3 separate regions of the Mus musculus genome follow, and all the other regions are linked to region 1. A link is a contact called in public ChIA-PET and capture Hi-C data. All regions are on one chromosome and are shown on one strand. The core of a region is the stretch at or near the end of the contact, and the rest is flanking DNA. Distances in the headings are between cores, read along the strand shown. Region 1 holds the start of Gem (GTP binding protein (gene overexpressed in skeletal muscle)). Region 2 holds the start of Cibar1 (CBY1 interacting BAR domain containing 1). Region 3 holds the start of Ints8 (integrator complex subunit 8).

Evidence for each region. ChIA-PET counts read pairs in DNA pulled down with a chosen protein or histone mark. Capture Hi-C pulls out chosen DNA fragments and counts their contacts.
Region 2: a contact with region 1 is called in a capture Hi-C map of embryonic stem cells, with 4 times the contacts expected there. The contact joins the promoter of Cibar1 here to the promoter of Gem in region 1. A contact is called at or near these places in 1 of 39 promoter capture datasets (the 3T3-L1 cell line), 2 of 115 datasets of contacts at active chromatin or transcription factors (effector CD8 T cells and large pre-B cells) and 2 of 9 other capture datasets (adipose tissue and embryonic stem cells).
Region 3: a contact with region 1 is called in an RNA polymerase II ChIA-PET map of effector CD8 T cells, with 5 read pairs. The contact joins the promoter of Ints8 here to the promoter of Gem in region 1. A contact is called at or near these places in 1 of 115 datasets of contacts at active chromatin or transcription factors (effector CD8 T cells) and 1 of 9 other capture datasets (pancreatic islet).

What each region holds. Positions count from the first base shown.
Region 1 is chr4:11,702,259-11,706,841 of GRCm38.p6, reverse strand. It overlaps Gem (GTP binding protein (gene overexpressed in skeletal muscle)), which reads right to left and starts at 2,395. Exons shown (of 5, transcript NM_010276.4): 1 at 2,276-2,395; 2 at 601-937. The coding sequence starts at 928.
Region 2 is chr4:12,169,444-12,174,026 of GRCm38.p6, reverse strand. It overlaps Cibar1 (CBY1 interacting BAR domain containing 1), which reads left to right and starts at 2,012. Exons shown (of 9, transcript NM_026558.5): 1 at 2,012-2,329; 2 at 2,809-3,043. The coding sequence starts at 2,097.
Region 3 is chr4:11,251,589-11,256,171 of GRCm38.p6, reverse strand. It overlaps Ints8 (integrator complex subunit 8), which reads left to right and starts at 1,913. Exons shown (of 27, transcript NM_001159595.1): 1 at 1,913-2,191; 2 at 3,222-3,396. The coding sequence starts at 2,062.

The DNA.
Region 1 (4,583 bases), core at 1,146-3,645:
TTTGACCTACTTACACTTGCAAATGCTTCTAATGTTAGTGGAAGCACACTAATCGATCCACTCTAGCAGGTTTCTTTCCCTTCCAAATCGGTTCGGTTTTATGCATAGTCACAGAAAACGTTCCAGTAGTGAACTCTCCAAAACCAGTCCAGGGTCAAGTCAGCCTTCTTGGACCCCTCAGACCTGACCTTCAGAAAGCCCCTTGATAACTTGGGTCAACAGATTTGGTCCTGCGTACATGTATTCCTCCTGTCTTGTCTTTTTTTGTGCTTGAGGCTTTGTGCCAGCAGTTAGGCCTCTGTCACCATCTCAGTATTGAGAAGGTATAGGTTCTCCTAATCCTAAAGATACATTTTGTTTCAATTTGTTGTTTTTTTTTTTTTTTTTTGAGACAGAATCACATAGCCCAGGTTAGCCTCAAACTCTTTTTGTATCTGAAGATGACCTTGAGTTCCTAGCCCTTCTGCTTCTTCCTTCCTGGTGCTGGGATTGCAAGTGTGTACCATTATGCCTGGCTCCCAATTCTGCAGAAAAAATGACCCACTCCCTCTCACTCTTTCTGCTTACAAGACAGAAGCCCACCGGGGCTGGGCCACCTACCTCCCAAGACCTCACAGTCGCTGTCCATGCTGTCATGCACACCTGCAAAGATGTTGGCCAGGGTGGACTTGCCCACTCCTTGCTCCCCTATAAGCACTACTCGGTAGTAGGTGTTTCCAGACTCAGAAGAGATGACCGAGTCTGTGGAGTCGGACGACCAGCTCCGCCGGCAGTGCTCTTCCGGAGCAGTAGAGTGGCGGTTTCGGAGGTTGCAGGGGTGGGGATCCTTCTGGACCATCAGATGCCTGGCATCAGCAGGGATACTCCAGCGCTGCTGTGGCTGCATGCCCACAGTGCCTTGGCGCATGGTGACATTATTCAGAGTCATTGCGGGATCCTAGGAATCAGAGCAGTAAAGATGGCAATATGATTAAGAATGAGCCAGGCCCAGGGGCGCTCAACACAGTTGTCTTTGGTGCTTCATTTGATGGGTATGAATTCTTAATGTAAGAATCAACCACTAAACTGTCCCTAAGCCTAGAAAGCAAAATTTTCAACAACAACAACAACACACACACACACACTCAGTAACTAGCTTCTCAATCAGGCTGTCGTTTGTAGTAGCAGTAACACCATCCATCCATTGCCCATAAGCTCCCTCTGTCCTTAAAGGAGCTTTGGAAATCCCACCGGGAGTTGGCACAGAGGCAGCTGGAAGGAACCCATTGCCTCCAGAAATGACATTACCATCAGCAACAAGTTAGAGCTGCTGGGCACCAGCTGGCCAGGTTAACTGTTCTTGTCTAAACATGGCTCTTAATTGCCCCCGCATCCTGCAGTCTTGAGCCTCAGTGGGAAACACGCGGCAATGACATCACTCCCCTGGCTGGACTGGACAGGCACTTTGGGGGAACTTCCATGTTTAGTAAGGTTGCCCTGATGTCCTCCAGCTGCCTGACTGAAGAGGCCGTTATTTGGGGAGTGGGACAGTTTCTGTTTGAGTGCTATGCCTCAGCTCTACCCTCTTATCTACAGAAACTGTTTAGCGTAGCAGCCCTGAGGCTGGTTCTTCTGAGAGGGGAAGGACCTGCTCACATTCAGACACATCACACTTGTACAAAAAGGGCTTCATTCTTAAGGAACGTCGTCCACTCCATGATTTTTTTACTGTATATAATTATTTATTTTAAAAATTGCACCTTTCTGACGTAAATTAGAAGATCAGAGACTCAGTGAAAAGCCACTCAACAACTTCCTACAACTTTTTCCTTGCAAGACTGCCTTGCCTGACAGGCAGTCTGTTCTGCCAAGACTGCCCGAGATAACCGCTCTATGGTTTTTAACTCAGCAAGCTCCCCGCGTGAGCGCAAGGATCACGCTCAGCTCACACACCCTACTCCATACATCACACCTATGCCACGATCCAGAACCAGCCGGTTTCTTTTTAAGTCTTAAAAACAGTCCCTGGGTTGACAGACTTGCGACAGCAGACCTTGAAGTCTGCCGCCTGGCCACCTAATCTGTAAGGTGACACTCCTCCGAAATTGAATTTAGAAACCCCCATCAGAAGCGCATCCTTTGCGCCTGAACTTCTTTCTCCCACGGCAGAACCCCCGGTACAGACCTAGGGAGTCTAGGGACTGGCTGCCTTCCTAACTTAAAAAGTTCGGAGACCAGGAACGCCCCTTCCCACAGAGGCTCCCACTGGGACTGCCCCTCAGCCATGGCCCCTTACTTGGCTGCACTGGGCGCTGGGTGGGCGTCTGCCGTCGATCCGCCTGCTGCAACGCCTGACGTCTGCGATGCGGGCTCCGCAGTCCGAGGCTGTGTGATGTCCGCTGGCAGTGCCGCCTCCTGAAGCCTCCGCTGCCCGCCGCCGTTTATAGCGCGCCCGGCAGCCCCGCGACGGGGCTTTTCCGTGACGTCAGCGCTCCCGCCGGGAGGGGGCGGCTCTGCAGCAAACTGAGTTGCAGCCACTTGGCTAAATCAGTTACTCGTAGTCATGTGACTCCCCTATCCCCTTGAGGGGAGTGAGGGAGAAAAAAAATGACAGTTCAATCGTTGATTTTGTTTTATTTTCTTTTTATCAGGTGGACACTGGAAAAATACACTTAGTGCTACTTAATCGCCCTTCCCAGCAGAGCACTTGTAAGCTGTCTGAATAAAGGATGAGGAAAGAAACAGGCCCAAGCCGCGAGTCCAGCTTTGCCAAGAAAACAGATCCGTCTGAGTGAGCGGGACTCCGGCCTCCAGGATGAGGCTACAGCCACCCTGAGTGGACAGACCACCTTCAGAGCATGCTCTGAGAAGCAACCAGGCCCTTCCTGCTTCCTGACTTCTTATCTCTGACTTGGGACATACTGCTTTGTTTCCTTCTTCTGGAAGAGATCCAAAAGAGAAGAGTCGGAGGAAAGAGTAGGGGATCTTGAAAAGGGGCAGGTTGGCTCCAAGCAGCTTGTGCTAAACACTGCCATCCCCCTGTTTTGGCCACAATGCTGAATCTCCTCCATCAGAAATTTAATCACACCCCAATCAGCGCATCTCAGAACCGAGCTGCTCAGCATGGCTGGAACTTTGGCCTAGAGCCAGGACTTCCCAGCCATGGGGAGATACAAGGAGGCTCAATCCCCTGAGAGAGCCCTACTGCTTCTATCATTTGCTAAGATTTGCAAAGACCTGTGGTTCTGGTGGGCCTGGAGAACCTTGCCCTTACTACAGTTGTGGATTGAGAACAAGAGGCCCTGCAATGAAACCTGCCTTAAGTACATTTTAAACTGCACTGCTAAGTGACCTCTTCCCCAGGACATGGGTATTTCCCGGGGACGTGGGCATTTCCCACATGCTGTGTTTAGAGTCCATGCTAGCCTTTCCAACACATCCATCTGCTTCTCCAGCCAGCTTCTGCTGTGGGTTGGCTGGCGGCCCCTCGGGAAGCAGCCAGCACCAGTGTCTATTGGAGTGGCTGGGCTGCTCTGTGGTTACAACGGTGTCACGAAGGCATCTATGCGATTTGGGAATTATCCAAGTGACCAGCTGCACCTCAGGTCTGTCAGGGACCAAGCTGGCAAAGGTAGAATCCACCAAATAAGAAAGATGGAGAGTGCCTTAGTCTCAAAGGCAGAGCCCCAAATTTATTTATGCACAAGGAAGATAAGAGCCAGAGCCAGAATAGACTATAGTTTGGCCACTCAGGAAGACTTTAGGTGGCCAAACTAAAGTCTATTCTGGGTACCATAAAGCTCTGGATACGGCTCTTCACCAGCCACGTTTTTCCTCAATGTTAACACGGTGGGAAGGGACACGGATGTAGAAAGAAAATGAGGAAAAAGGACTGGGGGGGGGGGGGAGAAGAAAGATGGAAACAATGAGGGAGATGATGGAGAAGGAAGGAGGGGCAGGGAGACAACTACCCAACTGTGAATACGTCTCTGAGGAGAGGCATTTCCACGCAGATATCCACATTTCCTCCCAGGTCTATTGCTCTGGCGACTGTTCTCAACAGAAACACTGTGGTGTCTGTAAGCAAATCACACCATCTCTTAATCCTACTTCTTCACACTGATAAGAATCTCACATTGGGGGATGGGGTAATGGCACATAATTTAAAATAAATTTAAAAAAATAAAAAAGGAGTAGCAAGAAGCTCACATTGGGGAGCTGTGAAGATTGCTCAGTGGGAACGTGCTGCTAAGCGAGCACAGGACCTGAGTTCAGACCCTTGGCACTTACACAGAAACCAGGCATCGGCCACAGGAATGAAGCTGCAGTGCTGGACTGCAGGACAGAGATGAGCAGAGACCAGCGCTGGCCAGCCTAGGGAATGACAGGTGAGGGAAAGACTCTGATTTATAAAACAAAGTGAAAAGCAACAGAAAACATCCAAACAGTCCCCTTCTGGCCTCTAACCATCATGCAGAGGCAAGCACACAGGCAAGCACACACACACACACACACACACACACACACACACACACACACACATACACACACACACACACACACACACACACACACGAACACACACACACACACGCACACACACG
Region 2 (4,583 bases), core at 763-3,262, 470 kb before region 1:
TTCACATAAACATAATAAATAAATAAATAAATAAATAAATAAATAAATCTTTCAAAAATACTTCAGGCTGACAAGTGTATACAAATACATGTTGATTTGGTTCACAATTCTGGCTAGTAGCTCTGCTCTGATAGACTTCATATAGTGGATTTGGTCATGATGGTAGCAACAGGTATAGATGGAAAAAGTCACATCCAGGTGGGGTAAGACTCTGGTCTATAACCTTTCCAGAAACTAATAATAAGAGACTCAAAAAAACAAACAAACAAACAAACAAACAACCACACACACCTTAATCCCTTCCAAGAGCGGTAGTCTCCATGGCTTTTAGGCTGCTCTCTAAATGTCCACACCTCTCACCATACATTAAAGAGCAAACCAAGCCTCTGCGTCATGTACTCTTTGAGAACACTCAAACCATATTCAAATTGGCCAGTTCTGCTTCAGCCTTCAGGGTACTCAGGCACTGTTTTGCACTAGGCTGGATTGGAAAAAATGAAGAATCACCAGACAGGGTGGGTCCTGGGTCTGCAGGAACTCTGTTGGCTGGACGTTTTTCCAGAGTTACAGCTCTCTTTATTTGAGGAAAATAAGGGCTATATAAACCTTGGGTAGTGGGTAGGTATTTTTCAGGGTGAGTGTACATTATTGGTTGGTACTGAGGTACTGGGAATGCTTCATCTGCATGAAGAGGAATTCCAGGTGCTTAAGCCTGTAATGTAGCCACCAGGCTATGTGACTACCTCAATGGTGGTAGAGGTGTGGGTCACAAGGATACATGCACTACCATGGCATGCAGGCCCAGAACAAGGAGGGAGCAATTCTTACTCCTACTGGTCTTAAGATGAGCTTTTAGGGGGTGGGGTTGGACACATCTGGCTCCCTACCTCCCAATTGCAGAACTTATTTGCTCAGCACCATAGCATTTAGTGAAATTATACTGCTAGTAACAGACTCGCCACCTGGAAAGGCAGGAAAGAACCTAGCTGAACAGAACCAAAGAAGAACCATCTGTGTCGTTTACAGAATCCTAAACTGACTAGTGGAGTTGTGGAAGCCACTAGGCCTTATAATTTGTTTATACAACGAAACCTGACACGGTAGCACATTTCTGGGCTGTGTTATATGTGTTTGACTGTTTGGCTAGCTTTATCATTCCACCAAGGCTGTGAGCACTGTAAGAGCAAAGACTTTATTCTCAGAAATTATGGGCATTTGAGAAGTAGACAAAGCTTGAAGTTGGACCCCAAGTTCACTCGGAAGAGAAGACTCCCTCTCAGAAGCTAGAGGAAGGCTCTGGGTTATCTGTGACTCTTCCAATTGGGGAACCTTCATTCAGGCCCATACCTCGACTGGGTCTAACAATCTTTTTCACAAAGTAGAAACTCAGTTACCTGCAAGAGGGGGAACAGATGGCATTAAAGACCAGTAAAGATGAGGGAGTAAGCACTGGTGTGCTTTTTTTTCTGTTTCTGTTTTGTTGTTACTGTTCTTATTTTTATTGTTGTTATTGTTGTTTGTTTGTTTCTGTTTGGTTAATTTGACCAAAGTTAGAGTTACCCGAGAAGAGGGAACATTCAGAAAATGTCCCTATCAGATTGACCTGTAGGCTGTTTTCTTGATTGATGATTGACATGGAAGGGTAGACAGTATTGCCCCTGTGCAAGAGGTCCTGGGGTATATAAGAAAGTCAATCAAATAGGCCAGCCAGCAGTGTTGCTACATGGCCTCTGCTTCAATTCCTGCCTCCAGGTTCCTGCCCTGAGTTCCTTAAAGAACTGTGACTTGGGATATGTCAGCCAAAGAAATCCTTTCCTCCTCAACTTGATTTTTGTCGGGGTCTCATCACAGCTATAGAAATCTAACTTATAGAGCGGTTCTTTTCCAAAGGCAGCTTCCACGAGCCCACACGTTGTCTCATTCAACAGAGAAGCACAGGGACAAGCTTCGCATTAAGTCTGAACCCCGTTCACCTTTATTTTCCTGTACCCCTTCCGGTTGCTGGTGGGTTGGTTTTCCTCCTTCGCTCCCAGAAGCCTGGGAGGGCTAGAGAGCTGCAGGAGCTGAAGGAGGATGCTTGGTGTTCCCTCTGCCCCATGCCCTCTGGTCTCCCTTGCCCTGCTCTTGACCGCCGGGGCGCGCGCCGCGTCGCCACGGAAACGCCGGGCAGGCGGGGCGGCGCGCACTGCGCGCTCTCAGCTCCCGGTAGAAGTGGCGGCGTCGCCTGCTCCCGCGCGCCCTGGCGGCCCGGAGCCGCGCTCGTTGGGCTCCCATCCTGGGTCCCGGGCGGCGGGAAAGGCAAGATGTTGAGGCGCAATCTGGATGAGCGGTAACCGCCGGGGCCTCGTCGTGCAGGCTGCCCGAAGGAAAGGGCCGGGTGGGAGAGAGGAGCCGGGCCGAGGGCCTGGAAGCCGGTTGGGGCGGGAGGAGGCCGCACGGTCCCCGTGGCGCTCTGCAGTCCGTCCACCCGGATGAGGCGAGTGCCGGGCCGAGAGAGTCTCCCGGCCGATCGGTCCCCCTGAGCTGGGCCGGGCCCTGCCGCGGTACAGAGCCCGGGAGGCCGCAGGTGCCCAGGCCGCAGCAGCGCCGCCCCTTCTCGGCCCACCAGGCCCGGGCCCTTTCCCGGGCCTGCAAGGTTCTAGGCAGGACCAGAGCCTGCGTGAGGTCCTAGAGAAGGCGCGGGCCTCTGGAAGAGTTGGGAATGTTGCCCTTCAGGGCTTTAGGGAGGCCCGGGAATGTTTGCACGTAAAATTAACGGGGCACCTTCTTACTGTTTTAAGAACAGTGTTCTGTGTCTCCTTTTTCTAGAGATGCTCAAACAAAACAACTGCAGGATGCTGTCACAAATGTGGAGAAGCATTTTGGAGAGCTTTGCCAAATCTTTGCTGCTTATGTACGGAAAACTGCCAGGCTTCGAGACAAAGCCGACCTCCTAGTGAACGAAATCAACCTGTATGCCTCTACCGAGACACCAAATTTAAAGCAGGGTCTGAAAGACTTTGCTGATGAGTTTGCCAAACTTCAAGATTATCGCCAGGCAGAGGTATGAAGTGAGGTTCTGGTGTCATAGCCAAATTCCTACAAAGTGTGTAAAAATTGTGGACTTTTCGTTGTAACCTACCCAGCAGTGGTGAATGTACCCTTGATAAATGCCTTTCCTGTCTGTAACAGTGTGGGTTCGCTATATGGAACCTTTCTGTGACCTGATAGCTTTCAAACTAAACGTCAGGTGTGGTTGAAGTCTGAGTTTACCACTGCATTTGCCAACAGGGTAACAGGGAACATGCATCCAGAAAAGGTAACCTATATAGCAGTCGTGCAGAAGAAAAGCACCTGTATGGCCTGTGTGGGCCAAGTGCGTTTTAAAGAATGACTAGAAATGGAAATGCTGAAAATGACAAAATCACAAAGTACTAATAAATGGGCTACACGTTGCTGATTTTCCCATGGTTTGAAAGTCGAACGAAATCGGAAAGCTATGATTTATAACACAAGTGATACAGCTGAGAGGCTGGCTGTGTGTTTGCTTTGAGTGACCAGAGCTTTGCTCTTGGGAGATCTTTCTAAAATACAGTCTTTTCTTAATACTGCATAAGCGTTTTCACTTACTTCTTATAGGTACCAGTTAACATAGTTGGCTCGTTCAAATTCCATTGCTTTTTTTTTTACTTTTGTAACAAGCCCCATTGATCTTTCTTATGCTTAAAGCCTAAAACAAATTTTCACTTACTGAAAATTAAAAAGAGAAATAATCTATGAAGTTATCATCATCATGTATATAAAACTCGAATACTAATCCCCTGGGGATAACTATAAGAAAAATGTTGAGTTCTTGGCATACATTTCTTCTATAACAAGAAATACTCAGTTATACATGGTAACTGGAGATGTAATGTTTCAGAAATAGTTTTTATTCACAGATAATCCTAAAGTCCTATTTTACCAATAAGTTCCCCTTTCTAGAAAAATTTTATGCTAGTTATCAAATAGCAAAGTGGATTGATTTGCGTTTGCTCTGCTCTGTTTCCCTGCTTACCAAATGGTGGAGATGCTAATGAACATGGCAAAGGTAGGCAAGGGAAAGACAAGGGAAGCTGTTAGGACAGACACGGATAGACCTCACAGTGTGTGGTAGTAGAGCTGGTGGACATTAGACTGGCCCGAGGAGTCATAACATTGATCTTAAAATTCTGAAATTTAAATGATTATTTTTTACATTTTCCAAAACTCTTTTAAAGTGAAACATCCATATGACATCATTTCCAAACACTAAAGAACTAACATGAAATGAAATGAAATGAAATGAAATGATTAGGTAAACATTTACCATTGTAAAAAGCATTTTATTTGCTGTAAAATGTTTGTTTTAAGCAATAGATGTCATTTGCTTGCCCACCCTGGCAAAGTCTCAGTGCCTCATCATTTTCTTGTTATATGTATTGGTATAACATTTTTCCTTCAGTTCCTTTTACTAGTGTTATTAAAAGAATTGCTATTACTTTGTGATGAAAATTTAATGAGTTTGAGAAACTATTTAATTATAGATAAAAAGAGATCAGGTGTACAGTTTGGCAGATCAGCAA
Region 3 (4,583 bases), core at 664-3,163, 450 kb after region 1:
GGAAGTGAGAGAGGTTCTAATGAGTTTTCCTCCCGAGGCTCAGTTGGCAGTGGCAGACTTCCCGCTGGCCAGAGGACTATATTCTTCCCTCTATGCAACTTGAAAACGTTAACTTGGAGGTATCTGTCCAGCCATTTTCTTTGCCAATCTTGTCTGCCACTGTAGAATGCTTTAAAGTTTAAAGGACCAGGGTGGGAGTTGCCATTTAAAGACAAAATAATTCAGAAACTCAGCCCCAACTTAACACGGCAATCAGTGAACACTGACTGACTTCATTTCTTCAGATTGCTGAGTTCTCCATTCAGCTAGATACTTTTTTACAAAGTGATACAAAGAAGTTGAAAGCATTAACATGACTTTATAATAGCTTTAAATTTATTGCTGGTTTATAAAAGCCTCGATTCGATCAATCAAAGGCTTGCTATCCCAGCTATTCCTGTTTTGTTTTGTTTTCGAGATAGGGTTTCTCTGTATAGTCCTGGCTTTCCTGGACCTCACTCTGTAGACCAGGCTGGCTTCAAACTCAGAAATCTGCCTGCCTCTGCCTCCCAAGTGCTGGGATTAAAGGCATGCGCCACCACTGCCCAGTTTATCCCAGCTAGTCCTAAAGGATATAAGATCCATCAGAATATTTATAGAATAGTTTTACATATTCTATACATGGTTTTATTTTATTCTTTTAAAAAGAAATCTAAAGGGGCTGGTGAGATGGCTCAGTGGGTAAGAGCACCCGACTGCTCTTCTGAAGGTCCAGAGTTCAAATCCCAGCAACCACATGGTGGCTTACAACCATCTGTAACAAGATCTGACTCCCTCTTCTGAAGTGTCTGAAGACAGCTACGGTGTACTTACATATAATAAATAAATAAATCTTTAAAAAAAAAAAAGAAATCTGAAAACAAAACAACAGATAACCACCCAAAAAAGCCCACAAAGAGCTTAATCTATAATCCAGCACTTGGGTGGTTGATTCAATAAAATGGATGCAAGTTCAAGTTTAGCCTGGGCTACATAGTTCCAGGTCATTCTGGGCTACAGAGTGAAACCCTGTTTCAAACAAAGCAAAACAAAACAGGAGAAGCATCTAAAAGAAACTGACTAAATCTGAATTTTTTTCTTTGTTTCTCAGGGTCCCTTTATGAAAACAATCATCTTTAGTAACACATATCTGAAATTTTCTATGAGGTGTGTATAGGATGTCTGGGAGTTTTCTTCAAACTTTCTTCTGGATGTATTTTGTCCGGATCAGCTGGCCAGTCAGCTGATCACAGGAACTCTCTAGAAGGACCAATCTGGCTTTGGCTTTTGCTCTCCAAGTGCTGGGTTTTACAGGAATGCCCCACTACACCATGCTTTTTAGTTTTATTGATAATGATACTTAAGGACCTTTCAGAATGGTGGAACGCGTAAAATAGGGTTTACTGTGCCTAGACTGGAGATCTGAGGAAAATTAACTAGCTTCTTATTCCGAGAGTTAGTCTTGGGAAGTCGCAGAAAAGTTTGTTTTTTTTTTTTTTTTTTCTTTTTTCCGGAGCTGAGGACCGAACCCAGGGCCTTGGGCTTGCTAGGCAAGCACTTTACCACTGAGCTAAATCCCCAACCCCAGGAAAGTTGGATCTTAATTATGTAATAAGCCTTGGGAAACGGGGAGAGGAGTTAGGCTGGAAGGAGTCTCAAAAAGGTAAAGCACCCAAGACAAAGCAACTAGATTTGGTCTCTTTGGTTTTCTTACGAAGACATCGAACTCGCTTCATTTTCTCTGGGAATGTCCAGAGAATCTGGAGAGCCCCGCCAGAATCTAGCTTCTGAAGGGCCAGGAGACTCCATGGCAGCTAAGGGGCGGAGCAGTCTGCTGTTCCCGCCCCTTTCCTCCGAAGTCTAACTGGGATTGGTCGAGAGCGTGGCTAGCTGCGGATCCGGGGCCGGACTCTGGCCGACTACTACGCCATCTTGGGCTGTGCGAGCTGACTAGAGGTTCCGGGCGGTTTCGCTGGATAAAGGGACTGGGCGAGGGTCAGGTTGGAGCCCGGAGGCGGCGGGAGCAGCGGCGGCGGGGGCAGGATGAGCGCGGAGGCGGCGGACCGGGAGGCGGCCACCTCCAGCCGGCCCTGCACCCCGCCGCAGACTTGCTGGTTCGAGTTCCTGCTGGAGGAGTCGCTGTTGGAGAAGCATCTGCGCAAAGCCTGTCCGGGTGAGCGAGCGAGCGAGCGGGCGGGCGGGCGTGGTCTGCGGCCCGCTGCCTTCTGTCCCCCGCTGCCTGAGGCCTGGCCGGCGCCGCTGGGCCCAGCTCGACGGTGCCTCAGCCGGGAACGTCGCCGCGGAGCGTCTGCGGAAAGTTTCAGACAAAGGCTTTCGGTCTGCCGCGGTCCTCACAGCGAAGGGCGCCCGCACTCGCCGTGCGGGGGTCGGGTCGCCGATGTCGCACGGCCCTGGGGGTGACTTCGTGAGGGGAGAGCGGCTCTGCGGAGCCTAGAGCCGGCCGTAGCCTTCGGTTCATTCAGCCAGGGGATTGTGTATTTCACTGTTGAACCCCGAATTAATATAAATCCCCCGAAAACAGCTGCTTCGGCTGTTGTATAGGGATACCCGTGTTGGGCAAGGAACATGGCCCTTTTCCTCTTTCGGGCATTTTGGTAAAGGTACAATGTAAGGTCTTTACCTTTAGTTTGCTCAGTTCTCATCCGAATTTGGCCTTGTAGGAGACTACTTTGTGAAAAGTTGGCATCATTGGTGGGGCAGTTTTACCAAGTGTATCTCAGTGCTTTTAGAGCTTTCCTATTGACACATTGTTAGGGGCTAGGGTGCCAAGCCTCCGTGCTTAGCTCTTTAAATAGGTTGCGGTCCTTAGCGAAGCCTTCATTATAGTGAAGAAAGTGGCATTAGCCGCTACTTTACTGGTGGGAAACAAAGCTAGAGACAGTTCAATAAAAGACCCCTGTCAAAACACTACTTCTTTCCTCCAATTGGCATTGGTCTTATCTTGAACTGGGAACCTGTAATGCTTAGTTCTTCTCTGTGAAATGCTTTGTTATGAATCAGTTTTGAATCGTCCCCAGACCCTCTTGCTTATTAATTAAGCTGGCAAACGCCGATCTGCAGCTGTCTCTGACCACACCTCCAGATGTTTCGTGCCCCCCAAGTACCATAGTCTTTAGTATACGCGAATCCTTTTGCGTTTTTATAACGAAAACTTTAAGAATTTAATTTCTTTTAAATCCTAGATCCTGCACCAGTTCAGCTTATAGTTCAGTTTTTGGAGCAGGCTTCCAAACCTTCAGTTAATGAGCAAAACCAAGTCCAGCCTCCACCTGATAACAAGAGAAATCGCGTCCTAAAGCTTCTTGCTCTTAAAGTTGCTGCACATTTGAAGTGGGATTTAGACATACTGGAGAAAAGGTATAAAGCTGTAAATGGCATTACATTTGAAGCAGTGTTTGAATGTCTTTGTTTCTGTCTGGATTCTAATGTTTTTCTGATAGTGGCTTAAAATAAATTACTTTTCTGCATGTTCATGGCAAAACATTCAAGCATGTAAAGAAGGTATTAAGAAAGTAAACCTAGACATGTGTGTAGTCCCAATAGCCTGAGGCTGAGGCAGCAGGCTTACTAGAGCCCCCAAGTTAAGAGACCAGACAGGACAGCAGGGTAACTCAAACCATCCAACTCTGTAGGAAAGCTGCAGTAGATAAACCACCCTTTAAGGTAAAGAGAAAACTGTCTTCTTGTGGTACTAGAAATTACAGCCAGGGTCTCTGTTTTTTACCACTAGTAGCTGAGTTAATTATTGCTTCAGGCGTGGTAACATGAGAAAGTCCAGACTGAGTGCTGTAAATGTTTTGGTTAGCAGTTGATTTACTCTTGGATTTGTTACTTTTTGGCCAGGGATCATTGACGCCTCCCCAAACTGTTACCATCGCTACTCAAGTCAGCATTGACTGACTTAAACGCAAATAGTTCCAAAGGGATGCTTAGAAATTTACTTATTTTAATCCTTTCTTTCAATTTAAAAAATAAAAGGAGTACCTGAAGAACGTATAAAGACAGACATAACATTTTTGTGTATTTTTTTGTCCTGGTTTGCCCAGTGTTCTGGTTTTTTAGTGTCAGACTGAGCCTAAGCCTCAGAAGTGCTAGGGACGCAGTGCCACCAAGAGTGTCAACGCTTCCTTCTATTTTTATTATTTTTGTTTTGTTTAGAAATTCTGTTTTTTATTTGAACTTTTTTTTTTTTGGTTTATTTTATAGGTATGAATGTTTGGCCTACATGTATGTACATGTATCATGTGAGTGCCTTCAGAGATCAGAAGAGGGCATCACATCCCCTGAACTGGAGTTACAGATGGATGTGTGTGGTGGTAATCCAACCCACAGCCTCTGAAAGAGTAACACATGCTCTAACCACTTGAGCATCTGTCCAGTGCCTACCCACCCCCCCCTCTCTCTTTCTTTCTCTCTCTCTTTCTTTCTCTCTCTCTTTCTCTTTCTTTCTCTCTCTCTCTCTTTCTTTCTCTCTCTCTTTCTCTTTCTCTCTCTCTCTTTCTTTCTTTCTCTCTCTCTTTCTCTTTCTCTCTCTTTCTCTTTCT